Regions from separate parts of the Ovis aries genome. Here region 2 is linked to region 1. The links are chromatin contacts, called in public Hi-C maps. All regions are on one chromosome and are shown on one strand. The core of a region is the stretch at or near the end of the contact, and the rest is flanking DNA. Distances in the headings are between cores, read along the strand shown. Region 1 holds the start of TYRO3 (TYRO3 protein tyrosine kinase). Region 2 overlaps MAPKBP1 (mitogen-activated protein kinase binding protein 1).

Region 1 (2,852 bases), core at 177-2,676:
CTGCTGCTGGCCTTTCCTCTCTGGTGGGATAGATCATAGCTGGCTCTGCTTCTGTTTTGAGAACAGGAACCACTTGGAGATCTGCTCCTATGTTAGGTCAAACACATTTCCTGTTGATTTGATTAGTTTCCTTCCAAGCAATGCATTTACAAAAGGAAGGGAGATTTTTGCAGGCATGTATTTGCACAGGCAGCCAACCTCCTCCAGTCACACACACACATCCTCTCCCCATCCACCCACAAAGCGTCAGTCACATTTAGGGTTTGCACAAATGCACACCCTCCCTCGTACATCATAATGCACACCCTCTCACCCACCTACACACCTCTTCCACAAAATCACACCTGCTCACATATCCTTAAAGTATGTTTCTTTGCTGTGTCCAGAGAGACAGAAAGATGGAGGAGATGGGTAAGAGTGGGTTGTGAGGGCTCAGGAAGGCAAGCACTCTATGCAGGAGCACAAAGTCTGAAGGCCAGGACTCCACAGTTCTCCCTACCCTGCAAGCAGAAATACTAAGACTTGAGAGGGGTTCAGAAGCAGGGGTAGAGGAGGCAGGCATTCCAGTTGCCAGGCCCCACAGGGACAGTATGCTGCCCCTCAGGCTGCTACCTGAGGTAGGAAGTTTGTCAAGGCTGTGAGAGAAGAGGGACTTCCCTGGGAGTCCAGTGGTTAAGACTCCATGCTTCCAATGCAGGTGGCATGGGTTCAATCCCTGGTAAGGGGAACTAAGATCCCATGTGCTGCCTGGAGCGGCCAAACAAAGAAAAAGAAAGAAAGAAAATAAAGACTGTGAGTGGAGAATGCAGAGGCATGTGCTCCAGAAATCCATTTTGCCTGGGGGCCAAGGATGGTCCTTGGACTGGGATTCTCATCAGAGTTCAGGAATTAATAGGGGGCAGGGTTGGGATAGGGGAGAAGAGGAAGTTAAAAGGCCAGTTTGGGCTCCAAGTTCAACATCCTCTAGGAGCGGTCTTTCCAGTGTCAGCCAGAGTCAACAATTTCCTTTCATTGGAAACTTGAAGTCGCCTCCAGAGAGGAGAGTTGGGGGAGAGGACCTTGAGAAATGACAAGTGCTCAAGGGCAGGGCCGCAGCAGCCACTCTTGCCGCAGTAGCCGCGGCCCGGGTGAATCTGGCTTCAGCCCTAGACTATTGTCTGCCCTGATCCGACTCAGCGCGAGCTCCGAAACTGTGGATTCTGGAAAGGATCTAGACTTTTCCTTTAGGAAAAAGTCCCAAAGCCGACCCACAGCGCCTCAGAAGACTGCCTGAGCTCTCAGTTAAAGGGACACTCAGGCCCCCGCCCTCCAACTCTGACAGCACTTTCCCTGTGCTGCCGCCTGGGGGCGCCCCCAGCTGGCTCTGAGGCTGCCGCCAGAACTGCTGTTGTTATCAGTATAATAAATAAACAAGCATTGATGGGGCCAAGAGAAGGAAGAGGCAGGCCTCTGCTGCTCAGAAGGAGAATCCCTTGAAAGATCCAGTGAGGCTTCAGGGAAATGGAAGGTGAGGAAGAGGGGAAAACGAGTGGCTTGTCCCTCCTCCCTACCCAGTACTTCTGGGACTTGCCCTCTGGAGTTCTGGTCCTGGGGACCCCTAAAGGCAAGGGCAAAAGGAAGGGGACATTTGGTAAAATGGATTTGGAACCAGCTCTTTATCAGCCAGACAGGATGTCTGTAGCCACAGCTACCCCTTAGATTACTGGTGGTGGGGCAGGCCAAGCTCTGAGGCAATTATTCATTTAACAAACATCTGTCTATTTATGGAGTGCCTACTATGTGCAAGGTAATCTACTAATAATAGCTAATGTTTTATTGGATATTGTGAGAACACAGCCAACTTTCACATCACATCCTGAGAGATGGGGGCTAGAGGCATAGGGAGCAACTAGGAAGAATGACAGTCCCTCAGAGATGTGGGCCATTGGGCTTTAACCTATGTAGTGGAACAGTGGCAACAGCAGATAAAACCAGAGGATTACCAAGATCTCAGAACTCAAGACCCAAGGCCCAAGGTCTTGGAGATACGAATACAGGGAATTTGGGTGAAAAACTCATGAATGAGGCACGAAGGTGTGCTAGTAGGTCCTGTGGGGGGAGCACTGAGTCACCACAATTTCAGGGCCTGATGGTTGGAAGTATCCAGGGGAAATTTTCTGTGCTGAAAGGAGGGTGCTAGGTTCTGTGATCAGAGTCTGGACAAAAGTTGGGGTATGGTAGAGGTTTCTAGGAAGGTTTTGAGGGAAGGATCTAGAGTACTGGGTTGGAAAAGATGCTGGGGTGTATTTAAGGAAAGGAGGGGCGTGGCTAGGGTGTCCATCTAGGGGACCCAGCCAGGTCCTTGGGTTCTGCACTGGGGTATTCTCTGGGACCGCGGGAGCCGGCCGAGGCTGCGGAGGTCTGTGGGTGGAGGTCTGCCGGAGGCCCGGCTGGCTGGCAGCTACTAGGCTGGTGCTCGGAGCGAGCCGCCCGGGGTTCCGCGGGGGGGCGGTACGAGCTCTGGCTGCGGGCGGGCGGGCGACCGGGGAGGAGGCGGCGGCTCCAAGAAGAACATGAATCAGCGGCGGCGGCGACGGCGGCGACGGCTGTGGAAGGAGCGCGGTGGCCCAGGAGCGGCCCCGGGGACCCCGCGTGGCTGACAGCCGCCGCGGCGACTCACAGCGGGCGCGGGTCTCGGAGCCCCAGCCCCAGCGCCGCCCCCCGGGCCGGCCCCCGTCCCTCCCTCGGCCCTCCTCCTCCTCCTCCCTCTCCTCCCTCCTCCCTGGTCGCTCGCGGGCCGGGCCCGGCATGGTGCGGCGTCGCCGCCGATGGCGCTGAGGCGGAGCATGGGGCGGTCGGGGCTCCCGCCGCTG
Region 2 (2,852 bases), core at 116-2,615, 240 kb after region 1:
TGGATGGGTGGTGGGTCTCATAGAGCATCTCAGAAACAGAGGCCAGTGGGTCTCATGATCTGGCCTAGGAAGGCTACTTATTTGGAAGGATGCCAGGTATCTAAAGAGGACTACAATCAAGGATGCTCCAGGCAATGTCCTAGACTCATCATCTCTTAGAATAATTAAAACCATAAGATTTCCCCTTTGGGAGTGAATCTGGAGGGACAGTTTGTAATTCCACACCTGGAGGAGGACCCTGATGAGGCACTAGTGCTCTGGAGGCCCTGGATGGGAGACTGTAGTTGGAGTTCCTGTTGCCACTGCTGACCCCTGGATAGCCATTTCCTTGTTACTGGTGCCCCAGGGAACCTGTCAAGAAGATGGCTAGGAGCGCCCTGCTGGTTATTATGCATATTCTTTTCTTCAGTTCTCACAACAATCCTGAGACATAGATATTATTATTCTTGTCTGATAGATGAGGAAACTGAGGTTCAGAGAAGTGAAGAACTTTGCCCAAGATCACACAGTATGTTAGCAGACAGGTCTGCCTGACCCCAGTTTTCCTATTCTTTCCATCATCACACTGCCTTCCAGCATCAGTGAGTCCTAGAAGCCTAAGGTCGGGGAGAACTGTGGACCTGCCCGGGGTGTCTGCTACTCAGGAGGTTCTTTGGGAGTTAGGGCTTTGAGATCTAGTAGCTAATGACTTAAAGATTTATTCACAAATATTTATGGAGTGTTAATTTTCTAGGCCTTTGGGATTTAACAGTAAACAAAGTAAACAGGTATTACTGTCAGCTGGCAGTCTAGTGATGAAGATAGATCCTATTGCCTCCCCAAAAGAAAACTATATGGAATATTACAAGCTGATGTGTGCTTTGGAAAAAGTATAAGCAATAGGCAGTGAGAGGGAATAGGGGATGTCGGGTTGTGGAGTTATAGTGTTCAAAAGGCACACAGGGTGATGTGTGAGCAAGGCTTGAGGACCTTTGGTGTGCCTCTGTGAGTCCCCTTCTGATTTTACTTGGTCTTAAAGAGGAAATTTTAGGTGCAGGGCCACAGCTCAGACCTTCTGTGTTCTCCTTGCGTGTGCCTCTTCTGCATTCCTTGCTCATCCCAGGGTTCTGGAGGATGGAGAGTCGTAGGAGGCGGATCCTGTGGGAATGCTGGGCTCTTGGTGACGGCAGCAGGCCTGGACTTGTCTGGGGAGGGGGCCAGTCGAGGGCTTGACCCTTCCTGGTTCAGAGAAGTCCCTGGGCAGCAGGCCCAGCACCTGGTATGGGGTGCTCTACCACGTGACTCCTGGCCTGAGGCCCAGAGGGACTGAGGCCTCGCCGCCTCCCTGAGAGGGAGCAGTCTTCTTGCACCTGCACCCTGGGGTTCTGAACCATGGGACCCGGCCGGTTGGGCCAGCCCAGCCCTGTCAGATGGAGGATAGCAGCCAGCACTGCTGCTCGGGCACGTGCCGATGGCTGCCTGCTGTGCTGGCCAGGGTCAAGGGATGTGGAGGCCAAAGGCCAAAGGTTGGTGCAAATGGCACCCTGCCCACCTCAGTCCTAGCAGACTGGGAAACTTGTTCAAAGGTCAGAGAAGACTGAGGAGGCTCTCACATCAGTGTTCTTGAGGTCTCTTCTGTTGGGAGGACCTCAGCAAGGTGGGCACAGGGAAACTTGGAGGTCTTTGCCAAGTCGTGCCTTCCCTCCACCATCTGCATTATCGTCCTCACAAGTGGAGCTGTGGCTGTGGGCTGGTCTCTTTCCTGCTCTTTCTCTTTGTTGGAAGGTTCCCAAATTTGAATAATTAGAAGTAAAAATTTCAGCTTAAGGGCCAATCTCTGTGTGTTTCCCTCCTTGGCTTAACTCTTCCATGCCACTCAGAGTTTTCCCGGCTGTGCTGGGAGGTTGGGAGGTGTTAGAGAAGGGAAAGGTTGCCTCATAGCTTGTCATCCTCTGTCCACATTGTCTGTTTATGCACACACGCTGCTCTCCCACTTCCCACCACCATGGAGTCAAACCTGGGGAAGAAGGAAACAAAAGACGCTACGGTCCAGCAGGGCTCAAAGCTTGCGTGCAGTGACTGGAGAGTGTGTTAAGCCGTCTAATGCACTGCCCTTGAAAGGTTACCATGCTGCTTTGGGTTTGAAGCTGCCTGCATCACCTGCTTTTTCTGAATGTGGAATGTGTCAGAATCTATATTGATCTAATTCCAGTCAGATCTGCTCTCGGCTGAAGCCCTCTGCCGTGATTTATCTGGAGCTGATCTGAAAGCTAGGTAACCCAGAGCCATTCAGACTGGAAGCCGTCACCAGAGAGGACAAGCCCGTGGAGCCCTCCTTAGCCTTAGAAAATGTCAGCTTTCCCGAAAACTTACTGGGCTTTGCTGATGGTGTCAGGCCTGGGGTGGGGGGTGGGGGGTATGCTTTTTCATACATTGAATAAAATATTAAAATCTAAATATTTAGACCTATCAACTTTGAACTATAACTGCTCTAATTTTCTGTGCCCGTTATGATTTCCCAGAATTCTGTAGCCAGAATCCCTTTTCCCTCCAAGCGCCCCAGTCTCCTCTCCCTCTTCTCAGAAGCTTCTGCCCTGGCACCTTGTGCATTAGGTCGGTGTGCTTTCTGTGCTTGTCTCGCCTCTTCAATTGCAGTTTTCTCTTCTTTCTCTCACTTACTCCACTCTGCTTTCCTTAGAGCACAGCTCCTAGAATCCTGACTCTGTTTTGCTTTTGCTGGAATGCCTTGAAAAGGCCTCTGGACTCGTTTCTCCACCTTGAAATGGGGATAATTGTACCAGCCACAAAACTTGTTGTGAGGATAGCTAAGACCAGATCTCTCAGGTGCTTAGCAGAGTGCCTGCTATACAGAA

Evidence for each region. Hi-C and Micro-C count contacts between places; a contact is called where the count stands out from the background.
Region 2: a contact with region 1 is called in a Hi-C map of liver, with 4 times the contacts expected there. The contact joins the enhancer-like site here to the promoter of TYRO3 in region 1. A contact is called at or near these places in 7 of 16 Hi-C or Micro-C datasets (hypothalamus, liver, mixed tissues and 4 more).

What each region holds. Positions count from the first base shown.
Region 1 is chr7:35,171,243-35,174,094 of ARS-UI_Ramb_v3.0, forward strand. It overlaps TYRO3 (TYRO3 protein tyrosine kinase), which reads left to right and starts at 1,427. Exons shown (of 19, transcript XM_012181240.3): 1 at 1,427-1,507. The coding sequence starts at 1,501.
Region 2 is chr7:35,413,721-35,416,572 of ARS-UI_Ramb_v3.0, forward strand. The region is part of intron 3 of MAPKBP1 (mitogen-activated protein kinase binding protein 1); the gene reads left to right. Among named protein-coding and RNA genes, the nearest start is that of JMJD7, 22 kb to the right of the region's middle. Within about 2 kb of position 1,366, at least 7 of the 54 cell types and tissues checked have an H3K27ac peak or open chromatin away from gene starts, as enhancers often do. A contact at or near this core is called in liver, where this site is marked.